Linked DNA regions of Mus musculus: regions 1, 2, 3, 4, 5 and 6 are each linked to region 7. The links are chromatin contacts, called in public HiChIP or PLAC-seq and promoter capture Hi-C maps. All regions are on one chromosome and are shown on one strand. Each heading gives the region's core, a stretch centred on a gene start, on an enhancer-like site or on the middle of the called end of the contact. The rest is flanking DNA. Distances are from core to core; before and after follow the strand shown. Region 1 holds the start of Mettl16 (methyltransferase like 16). Region 2 holds the start of Mnt (max binding protein). Region 3 holds the start of Sgsm2 (small G protein signaling modulator 2). Region 4 holds the start of Smg6 (Smg-6 homolog, nonsense mediated mRNA decay factor (C. elegans)). Region 5 holds the start of Cluh (clustered mitochondria (cluA/CLU1) homolog). Region 6 holds the start of Pafah1b1 (platelet-activating factor acetylhydrolase, isoform 1b, subunit 1). Region 7 holds the start of Ncbp3 (nuclear cap binding subunit 3).

Region 1 (2,700 bases), core at 175-2,674, 1.7 Mb after region 7:
CTAGTGGTACACTGCCGCTTTGGCTTTTTGAGCAAGGTCTCATGTAGACCAGGGTGGCCTGGAACTTGATAGACAGTATAGGATGAACTCATACTCCAGCTTCAATATCCCAAATGCTTGGATTTACAGGCCTATAACACCATACTTAGGGTTAAATGAAGGAAAAATTGGGGGTAGGGCAATTGGGGGGGTATTAGCATAGCTAATAAAGTAGCCAAGGTCAGTGTGGTCTTGGTCCTGTTCTGCTTGGTCTGCAAGGTGGAGGGAAGCAACTGGGCTCCCTGAAGACAACTGTTCCTTCTGCAGCACATAGCTTCGTCTATGCAGGTAATTGCCCTCAGTGAGTACAGAGGAGGCATTCCCGTCCTTTGAGGCCTAGCATTGCTCTATAAAAGTATTTCTTGATCAGTCCTACTGTTCCAGGAATTCCAGGTGACTGACACAGACAATCTGAAAACACCCTTTGGCCAATCTGGAACAGAACATCGTACAAAACTGACAACGAAATGCCTATTGGTGGGGAGGCAGAGGCATTTCTGAGTTCAGATTTCTGAGTTCAAGGCCAGCCTGGTCTACAAAGTGAGTGCCAGGACAGCCAGGGCTACACAGAGAAACCCTGTCTCGAGCAAACAAACAAACAAACAAACGCACGCCAGGATTTTATCCTTTTGCTTCGTGAGTCCAGATTCAATGCTTTTTTTAGCCAAATCAGTTTCTTTAAAAAAAAAAAATAGAATTTAAAAAGAGGTTTACCTTTATGTGTATGGCTGTTTGCCTCCATGTTTGTGCACCACGTGCACGTGTGCCTTCCAGAGGGCACTTAGGGACTAGAGTTACAGCTGGTTTCGAGTCACCATATTGGGGCTGGGACTCGAACCTGGGTCTTTTGTTAGGGTAGCCATTTCCCCGTCCCCTATCCCACCCAAAACAGTTTCTAAGTACCAGTTATTTACCCATCTCACAGGTTTATCTGTAACTACTGTGTCATCACACAGATTTGCTGTGCACTTAAGTGTTAATTGCCATCAAACCCATCTAGCCTTCCTATTTCCTGTCCAAGACTAGATTTAGTACTATTTAGTAAGGCTGGGGAGAGCTGAAGAAAGCTACATTCAAAACAAAGGAAAACAAACGTTTACAACTTGGTGGGGTAGCCCATCCCTGTAATCCCAGCACCCAGAAAGGCCAGGGGAGGAGGGTAGTTCCAAGTTCCTGGCCGGGCTCCATCACATAGCTGCATGCCAGCGGACTAGTGAGGTCTTCTCCATCCGCTAACCTAAGAAGACTCCCGGCCGACCACACCCCCAAACCTGGGTGAAAACTCACCGCCGTCTCCAAGTATCGCGATAGTTCCTTCTTTCTTTAGGCTAAGTCAAAAGTCTCGCGAGAGTAGTCTGTCCAGTCACGGCGCGGATTGGCTGCGCAAGATGGCGGCGCGCTTGGAGCGTAGCATCTGCGTTTCCAGGAGCTTGGCTGTGTGAGTGGTGTGGGCTTGGTGATTGCGGGCCTGTCCGCACTCCGTCCGCCTGCTCCATTGGCCTGCGAGGTGCGTGGTTCAAAAATCTCTTATCCGGTTGCGCACAAGGATCGCCTAAGAAGCGGCTCACCTGCTTTTCTCCTCCGGTTCTCGGATCCTTGGGGGCTTACCGCTGGGTCAGAAGCCGGGGACCCGGGCGGGTGTGCGCGAAGGCCGGCGGTAGGTGGGAGGAGCTGGAGGAGAGATGGCCTCGTCCCTCGCCTAGGCCAATGCTTAGAGAGCGCTGAAACCCAGGGGAAGAAGGTGTGGATGAGCCGGGGAAGTGGCGGAGGAGAAGTCAAGTTTGTGAGGTGGGGGCGTGAAGAGAAAACGGAAGTGTTGGGGTCTAGGTGGGAGACATCTGTTGAGTTTTCTGTTCCTCCTAAAAACTTAAAAAAAACAAACCCACAAAACAGTTTGTAGGTGTAGGTGTTTTGCCAGCCTGGACGTCTGTGCAGCACGTGCACAGTGCAGGCAGAGGCCAGAAGAGGGTTGTGTCATGGCACTAGGTGAGCAGCCATACGGGTGCTGGGAATCGAGCCCTGGTCCTTTGGAAGACCAGCTGGTGCTCTTGAACGCTGGTCTGTCTCTATTGCCTCCATAGTTTGACATCATAAAAGCCAAATTTAGAGTATCCTATAAGCTTCAGTTTTAGAAGAAATGATGTGTGAAGAGATAAAGGCCAAGAGAAACCCAGGAAACATGAAGTTTTAAAGAGGAAAGAAGGCTGGCCTAGAGGTCTTTTGGGTTTTGGACTCGCTCCGATGAGCCTTTTTTTGTTATTGTTGAGACTCAACTGGGCTGCCCATTCAGAAAGAGAATGCTGTGTGTGTCTCACACAGATGGAAAGTATTTCATAGTTATTTCCTTTATTTTCTTTGGTGTTGATGACTGAGCCCAGGCCTTGCACGTGCTAGACACATGCTCTGTCACTCGGAGCTAGATCTCCTGGTGACTTCATATTCTTCCCAGTCAACCAACAGTTGAGTGCCTCCCCTTACAGGCCCTATTTTGAGTATTGGGGTACAGCAGGGAACAAATATGTTCCCTCATGAAGTTTACTGGTAGGGAAGGTTTTTTTTTTAATTAAAGCAAATGTGTGGGGAATGCCAAGTGAGTAAATTTCAAAGACAGAAGGTGGGCGGGAGGCTGGAGAGATGGCTCAGTGGTTAAGAGCACTGACT
Region 2 (2,700 bases), core at 21-2,520, 1.8 Mb after region 7:
CTGCAGTTTGATAGTTCTTCACTTTTGCGAGGACCCGAGGTGGTAAGAGGCAGCTGGCGGTTGAGAGAGGTCTGACTAGACTACGAGTTGCTCAATGAACAAGGAGCAGTTGGAGTAGTCCCTTCACTTGGGCCTCAGTTTTCTTACCTGCAAAGTGCAATGATTTGGGCAAGCTGACTTCAAAGATCTTTCTGACTGTACCTAGGGACAGTCCTAAGCCCTGCAGCCAAGATAAAGACTGACTGGCGAGCTTAGGAGAGTGCGCGGTTCCAACCCAACACAGTGAGCGACCCCGCCCCGCGCCCAGCGGGCCGCTAGGGTAGCGCGCGGCTTCCGCCCTCCACGTTGTTGTTCCTGATTTAGGCCACGCCTCCTCGGCCTGGGCTTTGGACGCTTCTCCTTTTGATTACTGGTGCCGGGGCCCAACAACGAGGTGCCCTCTAGAGTGGCACACTTTTAGTCCCCACCCATATCAGAAACCGGTGGACAAAGAATTTAGGAGAAGGGAAGTAAGCCCTGGTTTTGAATGGGAGGGTAATGTAAAGCAGGGGATGGACTGCGGAATTCCCCTGTAGGTGTCTCACCCTTCCGTCACCCGGTGGCCCTATCCGCACCCGCTAATACGACCCTGTAGACACTGTCCCTTTAAACCGAAGGCTGGCGGCGCGGGGTGTCCATGTGGAGCTGCTCCATGCCGTGTTGTCCTGCCCGCCCATTGGCGGGCGGCCTGGTGATGTAGCCTAATAGGATGCGAACGCACTGCGGGGGGAGGAACAGAGACAAAATCCGGAACGGGATCAGCTCTCCCGTCCCTCTGTCAGGACTCTAGCAGCCTGCTGTCAGCTCCGCCCAGGGGCGGATCCCGGGGGGAATTGCGACAGACCGGACGGCTGCGGGATTTAGGTCGTGTCTACGTGGGGCGAAGAGACCTAGGGGTCAGACTATAGGTCTCCCTGACCTGTGTCACCGCTGTCTCAGCTAACCGAAGCCTTGGGCTTCCCATTCTCTCAGCAAGGCAGATCCCGCCGTGAATGCCCTAAGCACGCAAACCCCGTTTAACTTGTGGCTGGCCACGGAGAGGAGGGGCAAGTAGGGAAAGCGGAAACAGCGAGGAAGCCTGGTTCCATCTTCTCACCCCCACCCAAGCCACGTGTGCGCGCGCGGTGGGCGGGGCCATCCCTGGCGCGGCCCCGCCCTCAGTGAGACGCCGCGGCCCTGCGGGCGGGGGCTCCGGTCCGGGCTTTGGCTGCGGCCCCGGTGTAGTAGCGGGGGCGGCGGCCGGGGGCAGCGCGGCTCCTTCCCTTGTTGTGTGTGTCGGTGCCTCCTCGCCATCTTGTTGCAAAGCCCTTTCTTGTCGGCGGGACTCCGGGGGCCGCGGGGCGGGAGGCATCGGAAGGGAGGAAGAGGAAGAAGGAAGGAAGAAGGCAGTGCCGCCTTTTTTATTTTTTGCATCAAAATTTTTTTAATTTGCAAATTTTTATTTTGCAAATATTTTGGGAGACATTGATTTTTCTCCCCGTGCTCCCCCGTTCTTTTCTGAGGAGTGCGCTGCGCCGCCCAGCCCTGTCGCCCCCCGGAGGTGATCCCTCCCTCCTGCCGGCCCGCCAGCCTGACCTGTGCTTGGCTCGCGGGCCGCAGCCTCGGCCCCGGCGCGCCCCCGGCTGCTCTCGCCGCGATGAGCATAGAGACGCTACTGGAGGCGGCCCGCTTCCTGGAATGGCAAGCGCAGCAACAACAGAGAGCACGTGGTGAGCGGCCCGGCTGGGCCCCTGGGGCACTGGGCAGAAGGGGAGGCCAGTGACCCCGATCCCTGAACCCACTGGAAATCGCAGGGAGGCCCCTCTATGGCGCGACCTAAAAAGCCGGGCACAAACTCCCCGCAAGAGCTGCCGTCCGGGAGGAGTGATGCGAACGTTGAAAATAATTAATGAATTCATTAACATGCAAAGAAGGACCCAGTTTCTGCGGGTACCACCCTAGCTGACTGGCACCCCCGTACACCTTCAGTGGGGGGCCCCTTAGTTGTGGGCGGGCGGCGCCCTCGCTACCATTGAGGATGTGTGAACCGGGGGATGGGGAGAGGGATGTTGATGTGTGGGGGTGGCAGACCCGCGTGTGCTTGCGTGTGAGCACCAAGATGATGTGTGATGGGAACCGGGGAAGAGCGGATGAACGGACCTGTACACGGGTGTGTTTGTACAGCACACGAGTGGGCGTGTGCGTAACTGAGTGGGGGTGGGGAATACTCTACGCCGAGCTGCTCTTCGGATTCCCTGGCCTGGGCTGGAGGGTGCGGGGAGCGCTCCCGGCAGATCTACGCGCTGCTTGGGGCGGAGGCGGCCTTTGCAGAATGAAATGACATCGCGTGTCTTATGATCCTGGCCAGCCCCGCCTGACCCCGCCTCCCAGAGCTGGGCTGGGTCGCACGTCTAGCTTTGGCTGAGAGCTGCGCTGATTGGGTGCATGTGAGTGTCCCGCGGGTCGCTGGGGGCAGCCCTAGGCCCCCCTGCCTTGCCCTGCTTTAGCCGGTGTGGAATGTGGCGTGTCTGCGCGTTTCAAACCCGCTCTTGGCTGGAATGTTGCGTGTGCCTGCGTCCCAAGCCCGTTGGTTACCCGGACTGCTGACGTAGTCAGGCCCCGCCCCCGACCACGTGCACGGGGGACACTCCCGCTGGGGACTGTGCGGCCCGGCCCCTCCTC
Region 3 (2,700 bases), core at 153-2,652, 1.8 Mb after region 7:
AAGGTGATGTCAAGAAGGAAGGGAACAGTTAGGGCACACGAGCCAGGTCAGGGTTAATGCAGAGAGTCCAGAGTCTTCTCAAACCACCGTCAAACTCCAAGGGTGCATGAAAAAATATGATACATTTATGTATGTGAGAGAAACAGTATTATCCTATTTTAAAAAGAAACTAGGAAACCAAGACTTGAGTTTAAGTAACTTTACTCAAGTTCACAAGTAAAGCTCAAGTAAGTCTGGACAACTCAAGACTATCTCACCAAACCTCAGTTTCCAGGATCAGCAGCTATATTTATTAGAGTGCCTACCAGTGTGCCAGGCTCTGGAAACAAAACAGTGAACAAGCAGACAGGTTTTTTGTTTTGTTTTGTTTTGTTTTTGCCTTCCATAGTTCACACCTGGTAGACCCAGCTAGAGAGGCAGGCTGAGGAGGGAGGCCTCACTCATCTCATCTACACTGCAGGCTCTTTCACAAGCTGGTGAGTCATTCGTATGAGCAGCCCCCCCCTCCCAACCCCCGAAATTGAAATGAGCTTCTAAGCAGCGTCAAGGTAAAGGGAATTAGTGGAGAGAAACTCTTGTTTCTGAAGGATTTCCCTCAAAAGGGCAAAAATAATCTGAGTCTTAAAAACCATTCTTAAAAATACCCGAGTTCCTGGGTAAGGAGGTGGGCGTGGAGGGAGAAACGGTGAGGTGTGCAGCGAACCCTCTGCTAGCCACGACTCACTTGCCAGGGGAACACAAGAGGGCGGTGTGTTGGACACCCGAGGGCGAAGCCCCTGGAACTGTGGCTCGCAGCCTCCAGGAGGCCCGTGGGGACCCCGCCCCCTCCCCGGGCAGTACCCGCAATGAATGGGCAACTCGGGTTCTCCAGCAATCGCCGCCACCCCTCCCCCGATCGCGGTCTCCCCGCGCTGCTGCCGTCACTGGGCGGGGAACGGGAGCACCGTGGAGCAAACAAGCCCCAGGGCGCAAGCCTGACCCTGGCCGAGGGCGCTGCCCGGGACATGCAGAGAGGGGCGTGGGGCGCGGCCCGCCCAGGACCCCGCCCCCGCCTGGCACGGTGGGCTGGCAGCCGCGCGCGTGGGTGCCTCCACCTCTCTGCTCCCGAGCCAGCGCGGGAGGGGTGCGAGCCCCTTGAGACCTTGCCCCGGACCGTACCTCCTTCTTCACGTTCCACAGCAGCTTTTCTTTGACCGCGTCCTCTGCGCTGCCCATGGTGCGGCAGGTGGCGGGCAGGTGGCACCGAGTGGCCCCCCGAGCCCCCGGTGCGCCCTCACCGCCTCCGCGCCTCCCGACTCAGCGCCCCACACGCGAGGCGGAGTCCCCGCCCGCTGCGCTCCCCGCCTGCAGCCGCCGCAGCCACTGCCCGGTGCTCAGCTCCGCAGCCATCTTCCGAGCCCCGCAGACGTCAGGCAGCAGGCCCGGCCCCTTCCCACTGCCGGCAGGGAGGGGGTGTGTGCGCCGCAACTGGGGAGGTGGGGGGGGGGGTCAAGGGCGGGTGCGGACGCCTGGGGGCGTCGGGGCCGGGCGCGCGCCGCAGGGACGGTTGTCATGGCGACTGGCCGGCTCCCGCCCCGAGGGCGCGAACCCGCATTGTGAGCGCTGGGAAGTCAGCCGCTCCGGCCTGCGCCGCGCAGCGGGCGGACTTTGGGAATGTGCTTGTGTCTGGGCAAACCTCAACCACCGTGACCGCTCCCGACTTCTGGCCCCTGGGAGAGGAGCTATACGGAGCCAGGGTCTCGGCTCTGCGTCACTGTGGTTCGAACCTGGTCCTGTCACTCCTCCGGATCCTGTGGAGTGTTCATATATTACTTGCAGCTCAGTCGCAAAGCTTGCAGGAGGAAAGCAAGGACCCGACTGTGAGCTCCTAAGAACAGGTGCCCGAGCGCAAGGGGAAGTCTTCGCCCTCCTCCGGGTCGCCGACATCCGCTTTGGTTCATCTTGCAGATTTGTGGGAAGAGGGGGGCGCGAGTTGGAATAAGAGACATTCCAGAGCCGGTGACACGAGCCCCTTCTAAGTGCTTCGCGTTGGAAATTAGAGTAATAGAGGAAAGGAAAGGCCACTCAGGTACAAATGTCACCCCTTTGTACAGTTCACTGGGACCGCAGAGAGCGGCGTGCAATAGTCTACGTGAAAAGACTTTTATTTCTTCCCACGTGATGCAACTGAAGCGTGCAAAAATGGAAAGATGGGCGCAAAATTGACCTCCTAATCCAGAGCCGGAGCCGGGAGACTCCTGCCGGCATCCTCCATCTCTCAGCAGAGGACTGCAGCGTGGGAAAAGGCACCACGACGTCTCTGCGGACACTCAGGGCGCTGCGCTTGCAGGCTGGCGGCAAAAAACCTCGCGAGAGGTCGCGGAAGTGCTAAGCCTGAAGTCCGTCCCCAGGGCCGGAAACGCTCGGGTCCGCCCGGAAGTAGAGTTCACTTGGTGCACACGTGGACTGCAGAATGGCGGCTCACCGCTCCGGGCCGCTGAAGCAGCAGAATAAAGCTCATAAAGGCGGGCGGCATCACGGCGGTGGGTCCGCACAACGGGACAGCAAAGGTGAGTAGACAGGAGGGAGAGGGGCTGCTTAGCCGGTACCCGTGCCCACACCGAGACTAGACTTGGGACCCTTGCCCAAGGCTCTTAAGCGGCGCAGGAAGGTTCTTGTTGGTTGATTTGACTGAGAGGAGAAGAGCAGCCACTTCCGATC
Region 4 (2,700 bases), core at 176-2,675, 1.9 Mb after region 7:
TTACCCGCTGAGTCATCTTGCCAGCCCCAGCAAAGCAGTTTTTATATTTCCTATTCCTCTCAAATCTTTTGACAAAAACTGCCATTTGTTCTGGCCACTCTAATTAATTATACCCATTCATTTGAGCTGTTGACTATTTCTCAGTCATTGTCTTTCTCTCTCTCTCTCTCTCTCTTTTTTGGTTTTTCGAGACAGGGTTTTTCTGTATAGCCCTGGCTGTCCTGGAACTCACTTTGTAGACCAGGATGGCCTCGAACTCAGAAATCCGCCTGCCTCTGCCGGCCCCTCCTCCCCCAGTGCGGGATTAAAGGCGTGCGCCCGGCATTTTTCTCTTTTGATGGTGAAATATCTGTCACATAACAGGAACTGTATGAGTACTATCAAATATTTTATACTATGATCAAGGCATAACTGGTTATTACTTTTTGAGGTCTAAAGGGTCAATGACTGTGTGAGACAGGGAAGAAGGAAAGACTGGAGAAAGGCAGTCTTTGGATAGGAAGTTTCTCCACCCCACCGTTTCTAATAGGAGTTAATGGTCAATGAGCTTAAAGTACCCATCTTCTAGTCTAATTAACTTTTTGCTTCCTTTTTGGGGGACAAGGTCTTCTAATATGTTGCCTTGATTAGCCTCAAATGTGCTATGTTGCCCAGGCTTGAACTTGCAATGCTCCCACCACAGCCTTTGAAGTACCGTGAATATAAGAATGAGCTATTTTTACCAGCATCAGTAAAAATTTAAAGATGTAAAGATGGGAGAATTGACTTGAGTACTAAAAAAGTAATTTTAAAAAATTCTCAATGCTAACAGTAATTCCCAGATCGAATAATTTCCTTCTTTTTTTACCTCCACACAACGACCTCCAGCAAGTCTTAGGGATGAACTGTCATAGACTTTAGTACTCTGGTACAATCAAACGATACACGGAGCAATTTACTTCTTCCACTCTCTGAGATTCCGTTTACCAGTAATGGGGATAATAATAAAAGATATTTAAACTCCACAATCCAGGCCTACGGTAAGGAGACTTCGGCCTAAAATGATCGGAGGAGGCCGGGTTGTAGGATGTCTCCGTCAATCCGAGCCCCAGATCAAAAGCAGTGTCCTCGGTGGTCACCGCAGCAATACTGGCATCCCTAGACCCGAATGCCCACCTGACATGGGCGAGTCACACCTGGCTGCGCCTCACCTCGCCTCCAGAGCGCTGCGCCTCCACCTCCGAGCCTCGGCGGACCGTCCTAGCTTTACACCTCTGCGCACGCGCACACGCCGTCTCCGCGGCCGATTCGCCCGCTCCGGCAAGGCCCTAGTTGAACGTGCTGAATGCTTTTGCTCCCAGTGCGGCCACCGTCGTTTGGGGAGGGCAGGCAGGAGGGGGGCGGGGAAAAGGGTGGGAGTGGGTGAGCGCGCGCCGCCCGTCCGTCGTGGTTTCCTGGCTGCGCGCGGCGGTGGCCGAGTCGCCGCAGCTGTAGCAGCCGCCGCGAAGATGGCGGAGGGGTTGGAGCGTGTGCGGATCTCCGCATCGGAACTGCGAGGGATCCTGGCCACTCTGGCTCCGCAGGCCGGGAGCAGAGGTGAGTTGCGCCGCCCAGCTGCTGGGCCGGGCCTGCCCGCCCCGCCTCCCTCTCCTCTGCCTCCTCCCCGCCCCGTCCGCGGCGCTCCGAACCCCCGCCCCTTCCCCAACAGTGCGCCCGGGCCTGCGGCGGCCCCTGGGAGACAGCGAGGCTGTCGCTCCGCTCCCTCGGGCCCTCGGGGCAGAGCCCAAGCGCGAGTTTCAGCCTCCGCCCTCTTGCTCGGCGCGGCGCCGTGGTTGTTCTCCGGTGCCCTAACCCTCTCACGCCAGCGCCTGAGTTCCAGTCCGGAGGAGACACGAACTGGCTTGGGTGCTAGGGTCCGGTAGAGGCCCCGAGACGTATTGTTCCCAAAAGAATAGTCTGTGTATGTGTACCTTTCCGTAGTCCTCCGTTCCGCGTCGGAGAGGAGGAGCTGGGGAAATTGAGGAGAAAGGCTTAACAGGCTAGGACTTCCTTTGCTGAACTTACCCCCCCCCCCCACCCCCCAAGGCTGGTTTCTAGTGCTAGGCCACTGGAGGGATCCAGGACCTCAGAGAGCTGACTCGGTTTTGTTTTGGTCTTGGCGTGTGTGGGAGCAGTTGTGATCAGAGAGAATGCTTAATTTGCCAGTCTCCATTCGCATCAGAAAAGCGCGAGAAATATTTTGGTGTCTGGTCTCCTTCATTAGCCAGTGTTGCTTAGGATGACAGTTACAGAAGATACCTTCTCTAGGATTGTGGCTAGAATTTGTGAGGTTGGTTTTTATTGGCCAACTGAATTGGATTAACCAGGCTGTTTTCTCTCTCTCCTCTGGAAAATAGTAGTCACCACCTCTCCTGGCTCCGCCCCAAAACTAAGTTTAAAAGTTTACTCAGGGTGCTGAGGTTAAACGGCTTTATCTTGGTTCACATTTGGTGGAGAAGCTAAACTTTTGCCAAGGCAGCAGTATCTTTTATTTTGTGTTTGTTTTTCTTTTGAGACAAAGTCTCACCTTGTAGCCAATACTGGCCTTGAATTTACTGTGTAACCCAACCTGGCCTTGAGTTTGGATACTTTTCCTGACTGAAGCCTTCAGAGTGCTGGAATTATATGCATATGCCACCATACCCAACTTTCAAGTCAGAAACCTAAAATTTTAGTTTCGCC
Region 5 (2,700 bases), core at 49-2,548, 1.6 Mb after region 7:
AGGGTTCCTTCTTCTTTTGGCTTCAGTTCTCATCATCACATGTGCTCTAGGGGCAAACTGAACTTCCTATGTATTCTATTCTGACAGTGTGTTACTATGTAGCCCAAGCTGGTCTCCAAATTCAGGTCCTCCAGCCTTTACCTATCAAGAACTGGGATTGCAGGCCCTTGTGGTCACACTAGATCTCTAAAAGGAAAGCAGATTTAACTTTCCTTTGCAATGTATACAAGGGTGTATGTAGACCGCTCCCATCTCAGCCTCAGATTGCCAGGGTCCATTAAATCCTAGCAAGTGTAAAGACTGTGTTTAGTGTTTCACAAAGGGCTTTTCCACCTGTGCATGGAAGGCTTACCCTGTCCCCTCTCTGCCTGAACATAACTGTCTGGATAGACCTGGTTTCAATATCACCTGAGACTAGGGTTGTCTCTCAGCAGTAGACACCTTTACCATGCCAGAGGTCCTGAATTTAATACTCAGTAGGGCACACACAAGAAAAGTACCCCCCCTCCCCCAGCAATCATGGACCTCACTCCTTATTCCCCACCCAACCAAAAGAACTGAAAAATAGATAACAACTATAGTAAGGATCTATTTATTGGTCTAAATCTGAACTTGTTCTGTGACTTTGGCCCTCATTGTCCTTCACTGTAAACCAAGATAGTGGCCTGGAAGTGAGTGAGTGTGTGTGTGTTTTACACAGATAGGGGAGGAGCCCATGGTGCTGAGTCCAAGTTTTCATAGTCTGTTTCTGACACTTTATGCATATTTGCAACCTGCACACCTTCCTCAATAATCCACACTTGATCTTAGCCAAAAGGCCTAGAAGCGATCTTCCTCAATAATCCAAATACACTCTAGACCCTTCCCTTCAGTAGGAAAGAGCCCACTCGGTGAGGAGGATACAGAGGGTCGTGATAACAAAGCTGCTTTAGAACGACGCGGTCTTTTGGCAGATGCTCAATAAGAAGCAGAGGGTCATTGGGGGAGGGGGAATAGGGAGCGAAGGCAGTCCTAGACAAGTCTCCACCCAAGGTCACGGCGCCCGCCCAACGGGCGGCGAACCTAGGAAACGTCTCCCGGAAGCCCCGCCTCACCAGGGGGCCGAGGCCTCTCCCCTTTGAGCCCGGACGCGTTGCCTTTAAGGCTTTGAAAGAGTCACTGAATCTGTGAACTGACTACGGAGTGCTCGGTGTTTTGTCCCTCGTCGTCTGCCGTGGGCAGGCCGGGCGCGAGGGCGGGGTAGGGGAGCGGCGGCGGGGTCAAAGGCTAAAGCGCGCACCACGTGGGCCGGTGACTCCGTCCTTCCCGCAGCGGCCGTGGCGCGCAGGGCACTTGGGTTAGTGGCGCGGCGTGCGGCGCGGACAGGCGAGCCGGACGCCTGCTCCCGCCATGGTCATCAAGACGGACGAGTTGCCGGCGGCCGCCCCGGCCGACAGCGCCCGGGAGCACGGCTCGCAGGCCGGCGGCAAGGGGCGGCCGAACGCGGCTGGTGAGTGAGTGGGCCGGGGGCAGGGACAGCTGGGCTAGAGCCCGGGCCGAGTCCGGCCGGAGGGCTCGGGACTCGGTGGGAACAACCGTCTTCCCTCCGCGTCAGTGTGGGCGGTGCACTGGGCCGCCCCCGCCCTGAAGGTCACCTTCAGTGGCACCCCCGGCTACGGCCTGGACTTCGCACGTGGGGACCGTGGAAGGGCATCCACGGCGGACACACTCGCGCAAGATCGCGGGGACACGTGCGCGCACACGCGGTTTGGTTTCAGGGTGCGCCGCCGCCGCAGACCGATGGAATCGGCGGCCCCACCCCCTCCGCGCCCCTGCTTGGGGAGCTCTTGGGGCTGGGGGCAGTGACACTTGCGGCCCTGCCACCTTCTGGTTCTCTTGTCCTAGACGTTCCTGTGCGGCAGAGCTGCAGCACTGTGAGTGAGGCTCAGTTTGGAGCTGCCCAAACTTGGACTATGGGAAGAGCGCAAGTTGGGGTGTGTGTGTGTGTGTGTTATTGGGGTGGGTTGTCTCTGGTACATTCTTAGAGACAAGGGCTTAACCCCAAGTCATCAGGCTGTGGTCTCAATTCTTTTAGTTACTGGCCTCCACTTGATCAGGGGTTTGGGGTCCTGCCTGTGTGTGGGCAAAGCCTAGCTGTTTGTCAGGGGGAGGTGTTTGTGCCTGAACTTGATCATTAACCTGCCTTATTGCGAAAAGTGGGTCAGACTAGAGCTGCTGTTTTTTTAAGGCAAAGGTCATTAGTGTGGAGTGGAGCGCCCAGCTCTCCCCCGTGGGGGCTGTGTGGTGGTGGCTTTGGGAGTGGCAGAGGCTTGTCTAGGGGTGGGGCCTACTTCTCTTGTACTTAGCCTGTGCCCTTTCTGTTAGTTTTTTACCAAGTCTCAGGCTCCAGCCTTGAAACTGGAAACCCCTTCCTAGGGCCTCCTCACTTTTCCTCAGAGCCAGCCTGGTCCTTTCTACCCAGGATGCCAGTGAGTGCAGACCCTCTTTATCTCTCTTTTCCTCAGCTCATCTCCTTATTCTTCCCAGCTCCGGTGAGCAGACTAAGGCTAACACGGGAGTAAGGATGGCCCTAATGGGCCTAGCACTTGCTAGACTGTTATCCATCACAGTGGACTTACCTTGCCCAAGACAAGGCCTGAGTTGTACCCAAGCACAAGAAGTGCTGAAAAATGTCGTGGCTCTGAATCCATGGGCAGGCTG
Region 6 (2,700 bases), core at 29-2,528, 1.7 Mb after region 7:
AGCCAGGCACCTTGCTTTCTCCTATCTCAAGACTGAAATTCTTTCCTCTTGGGAGACGAAATCAGCCCACCGTCTCAAAAAAACATTTTCTCACCTGGGAGGCTAGAGAGGGTAAATAGTCACAGCGTTTCCTAATGGAGTGGAGAGATGGGATGAAGGGAATGATCGAGAACCTGGGAGCTCAGTGTTAGCAACGTCAAAAGACAACTCCCGTGCGAGGAGTCAGTAGCAAAAAGGAAAATCCTGCCCGATTCGGTGGGTGGATGCTGCAGATCTTTACTGAATGCAGAGGCTGGACCACCACCGCACCGGGGGGCCGAGGGCCTGAGCGGCGGGCCATCCTCCCCGGGTCCACCCTCAACCTAAGGACAAGCGGAGAACCCGACGCCTGGAAGGCCTGGTAGCTGCTGGAGCCCCGGCGGCGAGTCGCCAGCCAAGGAGGGGTGGGGACTGCGGGTTCGCTTCCGCGGCCCAGGAGGGCTGAGCCCTTTCCCCAAGATCAGAGAGCGACCTGCTATCCACGCCCTTCCCACCCAAGAATACTTTTCTTGCTAAGTCACGGCGGCAGGAGGGCGATGCCGCCCGAGAGGCCACGGCTTGAACCCTCAGCAGCCTGAGTAGCCCACTGCCAGGGTCGGAGGAACCGGAGCCAGGGCAGCGCCCTCCCAGGCCAGGGCCCCCTCCTCGGTGCCTCTCACTCAACGGCCGTCGCGGCCGCCATTTTGAGAGCGAGGAGAGGAGAAGAAGAAGGAGGAGGCAGCGGCGGCAGGGGGAGGGGAGAATGGGAGGGAGGGGACCGGCGCAGCCACATCGTCAGGCCGCCGGCCCGGCCCGCAGCCACCCGAGCGCGATGGAAGAGACAGAGGGGAGGGCGCAGAGCGTCGCCGCCTTACCGGAGCGCTGCACCACCGCCTCCGCAGGGCCTCTTCCGTCCTTCACTCCCATCCACCAGCGGGGGAGGGGGAGGGAGAGGGAAGGGAGGAAGGAGGGAGGGAGGGAGGGAGGGGGAGGATGGCGCGCTGGGCCCGGTCCCGGGGAGGGGGAGGGGAGGGCCGCGGGCGGGCTCCTCGGCCGTTCCGGGGCTCGAGCCCTAGCCCAGCGTTCGCTCGTCCTCTCGCTCGCGCCTGAGCGCTCCCCTCCGGGTCCTCCTCGCTCCCTGGACTCTCGGCTCGCTGCTCCTTCGCTCCCTCACTCGCTATCTCGGCCGCCGGACTCCGCCGCCGCCCCGCCGCTCCAGCTCCGTCTGTCACAGGAGCTGCCCCAACGCCCTGACGTCACCGCGCCGCCGCCGCCCCAGACCCGCCAGGAAGAGGGAGGGGAGCGGAGGGCCCGCGGCGCATGCGCGGGCCGGGCCTGGGCCTGGGCCTGGGCCTGGGCCGCGCGCCCTTCCGCAGGGTGAGCTGGCGGCTGTACCCGAGCCGACCGGCGAGCTTGCGTCCCGTCCGCGGCTTTTCTCGCTTCTGCCCCCTGATCCCTTGGGAAGCTTCCCTTTTGCTCTAAACTGCCTGACGGCTGGCGTCCATCACGACTCTTGCTCTGCCTCAGCGGTCACTGCGCTGTCCCGGCGGACCGCGGGTACCCGGTGCACTGGCATTTCGGCCCCTGCTGGCTAGAGCAGGAGCCAAGCCAGGATGCTTCCTTTCTGCCTTAGCCTGTGGGATTATTCCCCATCCCCCACCTACCCACCCACCCAAAAGGACCAAAGTAAATTGGTGGGCTTGGGCAGAAGAGCTGTTGAGGTTAAAAGGCAGATGGATTGCCTTGTGTTCCTTTCTGGTACAGATTTTTAATCGGAAGGAATCGCCTGTAGATGTGATTCAGCTATTCTTTTCCTTAGTCACATGTATTCATCAGAGATTCTGGAAACTGAAATCCACAGAAAGACCTGGAACTTTATTCTCTACAAGACATGTCTGTGTTTTATTATATTATGAATTGTATATTGATGACAAATCTGGGGGGATTTGATGTCAATTTATTCCACAAAGAGACACTTGATTTTTGAAAGGGAAGGTTTGGGGCTCTGAATTATTCAATATAGGATATTTAAGTATTGAATGAGATTACTTCATTATCCACTTGTGTTTTCCAGCACTGAGGCTTAACTGATTCTATTGCGTCCCTCGATGAAGGTAAATACTGTAAAAATCACTTGGGAAGCTGCAGAGTTAATGTCTCCAGTATGAATCCTGGTGTCACCACTGGGAATGTGACCTTGACTAAATTATCATATCTCTTTTTGGCCTCAGTATCAGTATAAAATAAACCCAGTAGCCAAACAAAGTGGCACATGGCACGTAGCCCAAGCTACTCAGGAGGCAGGAGACCAGCAAGAGCCCAGAAGTTCTCTGCAAGCCTCAGGAGCATCCTTTTTATAAAAAACAAAAAACAATGATGATAGTAATAAACAAGCTAGGGTGACTCACATCTGTAATGCTAACACTGAGGAGACGGAGGCAGGAGACTTGCCACGAGTTTGAAGCCAGCATGGTGTATATAGTAAGACCCTATCTTAAAATAATGATTTAAAGCTGGACATGGTGTTTTAATATCAGCACTTTGGAGGCAGAGACAGGTGGATCTTTCCAAGTTCAAGAGCCTTCTCTACCCAGTGAATTCCAGGACAGACAACTACATAGAGAAACCCTGTCTCCAAGAATAAATAATAATGGAGCAAACCTTGGGTGGAAGGAAGCACAC
Region 7 (2,700 bases), core at 32-2,531:
CAGGAGAAAAGAAAATACAATCCATTGTTTTAACCCAATTTTGTACTTTGCATTGCAATCAATTGATGGTACCATTCTAAGGAATTCCATCTTGTTTGTCCCATGGTACAGACCCATTTCAAGAAAAGCTTGGATGTACAGTATCACCTCTTTTGGATCTTACAGCCGCACATAACTAGCTCATTCGGTCCTTATATTCTTCTGTGGAGGTGTGTCACTGTTCTATGTTCTGATGAAGGAACTGAGGTTCCGTGCCATGCCCAAAGTGACCTAGTGTATCTGAGTCTTGTGATTTTTTTTTCTGTTTTAGAATGATTTGCCTTTCTCTGAAAAGATTTTTAGGGGCTCAGATATATGGTCTTACCTATTCCTGGTTCAGATTGGGAGATAGGTCTAGAAAGGGCTAACTAAATATGACACAGGAGGAGACACAAAATCAGGACTCATGACAGACAAGAAGTCCCTTCTTCAAGTCTGAACAAGCCTTTCCTCTTTCCCAGCCAGACTCTTACTAGGAACATTTGCAGGAAATCTTGCTTGTGAGTCTCTGATGAGTAGAGCTCCCAGAAGTGACAAAATGGGTCTAAGCTCTGGTTCTGCCCTTTGGGTAGGTCACTGTGATCTTGAAGCACCCCTCTTCCCCTTTTAAGATAGGATCTTCTGTAGTTTAGGCTGGCCTCAAACTAGCAATTGCCCCTTGGTGTAATTGGGGGATAACCTTCAGCCCCTAGTCCTCCTGCCTCTATCTCCCAAGTGCTGGGAATACAATCGTGTACCATCCCTTTCCAGTTTAAATGTAGGCAGGGTTTTACCTTGGATCCCTGGATGGCCTGGAACTTAGAGATGTGCCTGCCTCTGACTCCTGACTGCTGGGATTATAGGCATGTAACCCCTACACTGGGCCCTAGTTTAAAATTTTGACCACATAATATGGCTCAATTACTGGAAGACTTGACAGAGCCAAAGCTTACTACGGAAATAACTTTGTAAACGCTCAGATTGCCTAGATGATAGATCGCGGTAACCGCTCAGCAGTTCTTAGAAGTATAGTCCTCAAAGTGCAGGTATTTTGGAACCTCAGACGACGCTCCACCTCCATCACTGCTTCGTCCCGCCCCCTACCCCGCGAAGTCCCGCCCCAAGCCGGCCCCAGGTTCCTAGGTCACCAAGGGGGCGCCAGAGATAAGGACAGCTTTCTGGTAGAAACAGACGACGCTCTAGGTGATAGCGGTGCTCCTCTGTGGTCATCGGCGACGGCGCTCTAGGCGGCGGGAGTGAGGGGCGGGCTTTCGGTGGTGCGGCCGGCTGGCAGCTATGGCGGCCGTCCGCGGCCTGCGAGTGTCTGTGAAGGCGGAGGCCCCCGCTGGGCCGGCTTTGGGGCTTCCGTCGCCCGAGGTGGAGTCCGGTTTGGAGCGTGGCGAGCCGGAGCCCATGGAAGTGGAAGAAGGCGAGCTGGAAATCGTGCCGGTGCGGCGCTCCCTAAAGGAACTGCTCCCGGTACGGGCGAGAGGGGCGGGGGCTGAGGAGGTCGCCGGGCGGGTGTCCCTGGAGAGTCAGGGAAGGTGGCGGACGGCGGCACTGGCGCAAGTCCGGGAACGCGGGAAAGGGGCGCGAGCGCCGAAAGGCGGGGGCCGCGCATGACCCGGAGAGCGCCAGAGAGAAAGGACGCCGGGGCGCCCGGAAATGGGTGCAGAGAGCGCTGGAGAGGCGGGGGATCTCGGAGAGAGTTGGGGACACCCCTCTCGCTGCCCCTCGGTGGCCCCGAACGGAATCAGCTGTGTTTGGTTGGAGATAAAAAGGAGCCGCGGGCGGGAACAGAACCTGAATCAGCCCTCAAAGAAAGTGTTAGGTGCCGCCGGCATCCAGGTCTCCTGGTGGGTCCTCCTTCCCCGGCCGAGTTGGTGTCACTTAAACCAGCTCTCTTCGCTTGGGAGGGCTAGACCTGTCAAACAGCAGACACTCGTGTGTTGGTATTGTGGATGAGGGTCCTCACGTCCCCGCACCTTCACTGCGTCTACTCTCGGTGGTCCCAGCTTCTGACACACAGTGACATTTGATCTTTCTTTAACCACAGTGGGTCTGAGGAGTGTTTTGCCTGTGGTTTGGTAGTCACATGCCCCTTCTTAAAGCTGGTCTGAGGCCTGGATAGCTCGGTTTTCACATACAACGTGAACTCCCTGCGCCCCCTCCTTTAATTACATGATAGCAGCTTGGTTTTACATTTGAAGTTATGAGTGAAGGCTAAGGTAGTGATGACAAATGACAATACCTTTGGTGACAACATCTATAGGTTATAGTGGATAGTGTATAGGTCAGGTGTTATCCATTCAGTCAGTTTAACATGTTTATATCACACACCTCTCTGTGTGCTGGTGTAATCCTAGGTGCTTAAGAGCGAACTCCCTCTTGGTGTTGCCCTAGTAGGGGAGACAAGTAAATAGTTCCCTTTTGTATTAAGTGCTACAAAAACAAACACACACACACACACACACACACACACACACACACACACACACCCTGTTAATAGGATAAAAAGCACAGTGGCCAGGAGGGATGTGAAGCAGTTGGTGTGTGTTGGGATGCACAGGAAAGTCCCTTGAGATAGTTAGATTCAACTTGAACCCCAAATGACAAAAAGGGGCCGACCATGTCAGTTGGAAGGGAGTAATTCCTAGCGGGGAGGACAGCAAGCTCAGAAGT

What was found. Promoter capture Hi-C pulls out the DNA fragments that hold promoters and counts their contacts. HiChIP or PLAC-seq counts read pairs in DNA pulled down with a chosen protein or histone mark.
Region 1: a promoter capture Hi-C map of liver shows a contact between it and region 7, with 10 times the contacts expected there. The contact joins the promoter of Mettl16 here to the promoter of Ncbp3 in region 7. A contact is called at or near these places in 8 of 39 promoter capture datasets (cranial neural crest, embryonic stem cells, frontonasal cranial neural crest and 4 more), 5 of 115 datasets of contacts at active chromatin or transcription factors (astrocytes, embryonic forebrain, embryonic stem cells and 2 more) and 1 of 9 other capture datasets (embryonic stem cells).
Region 2: a promoter capture Hi-C map of hippocampal neurons shows a contact between it and region 7, with 9 times the contacts expected there. The contact joins the promoter of Mnt here to the promoter of Ncbp3 in region 7. A contact is called at or near these places in 10 of 39 promoter capture datasets (the 3T3-L1 cell line, 3T3-L1-derived adipocytes, cranial neural crest and 6 more), 1 of 15 datasets of contacts at CTCF or cohesin (embryonic stem cells), 2 of 484 Hi-C or Micro-C datasets (B cells and embryonic stem cells), 16 of 115 datasets of contacts at active chromatin or transcription factors (astrocytes, bone marrow-derived macrophages, cardiomyocytes and 9 more) and 1 of 9 other capture datasets (liver).
Region 3: a promoter capture Hi-C map of liver shows a contact between it and region 7, with 2.9 times the contacts expected there. The contact joins the promoter of Sgsm2 here to the promoter of Ncbp3 in region 7. A contact is called at or near these places in 12 of 39 promoter capture datasets (3T3-L1-derived adipocytes, the C10 cell line, the HPC-7 cell line and 7 more), 3 of 115 datasets of contacts at active chromatin or transcription factors (astrocytes, embryonic forebrain and stem cell-derived neural progenitor cells) and 2 of 9 other capture datasets (adipose tissue and embryonic stem cells).
Region 4: a FOXA1 HiChIP or PLAC-seq map of pancreatic cancer cells shows a contact between it and region 7. The contact joins the promoter of Smg6 here to the promoter of Ncbp3 in region 7. A contact is called at or near these places in 5 of 39 promoter capture datasets (the HPC-7 cell line, cranial neural crest, embryonic stem cells and 2 more) and 3 of 115 datasets of contacts at active chromatin or transcription factors (embryonic forebrain, large pre-B cells and pancreatic cancer cells).
Region 5: a contact with region 7 is called in a promoter capture Hi-C map of liver, with 4 times the contacts expected there. The contact joins the promoter of Cluh here to the promoter of Ncbp3 in region 7. A contact is called at or near these places in 10 of 39 promoter capture datasets (the 3T3-L1 cell line, 3T3-L1-derived adipocytes, the C10 cell line and 3 more), 9 of 115 datasets of contacts at active chromatin or transcription factors (astrocytes, bone marrow-derived macrophages, embryonic hindbrain and 6 more) and 1 of 9 other capture datasets (adipose tissue).
Region 6: a promoter capture Hi-C map of pre-B cells shows a contact between it and region 7, with 6 times the contacts expected there. The contact joins the promoter of Pafah1b1 here to the promoter of Ncbp3 in region 7. A contact is called at or near these places in 14 of 39 promoter capture datasets (the 3T3-L1 cell line, the C10 cell line, the HPC-7 cell line and 8 more), 1 of 484 Hi-C or Micro-C datasets (B cells), 7 of 115 datasets of contacts at active chromatin or transcription factors (SST interneurons, acute myeloid leukemia, astrocytes and 3 more) and 2 of 9 other capture datasets (adipose tissue and liver).

Annotation. Positions count from the first base shown.
Region 1 is chr11:74,769,439-74,772,138 of GRCm38.p6, forward strand. Mettl16 (methyltransferase like 16) reads left to right here and starts at 1,425. Exons shown (of 10, transcript NM_026197.3): 1 at 1,425-1,546.
Region 2 is chr11:74,829,654-74,832,353 of GRCm38.p6, forward strand. Mnt (max binding protein) reads left to right here and starts at 1,271. Exons shown (of 6, transcript NM_010813.3): 1 at 1,271-1,748. The coding sequence starts at 1,676.
Region 3 is chr11:74,895,667-74,898,366 of GRCm38.p6, forward strand. Sgsm2 (small G protein signaling modulator 2) reads right to left here and starts at 1,403. Exons shown (of 23, transcript NM_197943.3): 1 at 1,159-1,403. The coding sequence starts at 1,215. Tsr1 (TSR1 20S rRNA accumulation) reads left to right here and starts at 2,414. Exons shown (of 15, transcript NM_177325.3): 1 at 2,414-2,549. The coding sequence starts at 2,453.
Region 4 is chr11:74,924,429-74,927,128 of GRCm38.p6, forward strand. Smg6 (Smg-6 homolog, nonsense mediated mRNA decay factor (C. elegans)) reads left to right here and starts at 1,426. Exons shown (of 19, transcript NM_001002764.2): 1 at 1,426-1,575. The coding sequence starts at 1,488. It overlaps Srr (serine racemase), which reads right to left and starts at 1,520. Exons shown (of 9, transcript NM_013761.5): 1 at 1,191-1,520.
Region 5 is chr11:74,648,206-74,650,905 of GRCm38.p6, forward strand. Cluh (clustered mitochondria (cluA/CLU1) homolog) reads left to right here and starts at 1,299. Exons shown (of 26, transcript NM_001081158.3): 1 at 1,299-1,489. The coding sequence starts at 1,390.
Region 6 is chr11:74,723,106-74,725,805 of GRCm38.p6, forward strand. It overlaps Pafah1b1 (platelet-activating factor acetylhydrolase, isoform 1b, subunit 1), which reads right to left and starts at 1,279. Exons shown (of 11, transcript NM_013625.4): 1 at 894-1,279.
Region 7 is chr11:73,046,586-73,049,285 of GRCm38.p6, forward strand. Ncbp3 (nuclear cap binding subunit 3) reads left to right here and starts at 1,282. Exons shown (of 13, transcript NM_025818.3): 1 at 1,282-1,497. The coding sequence starts at 1,315.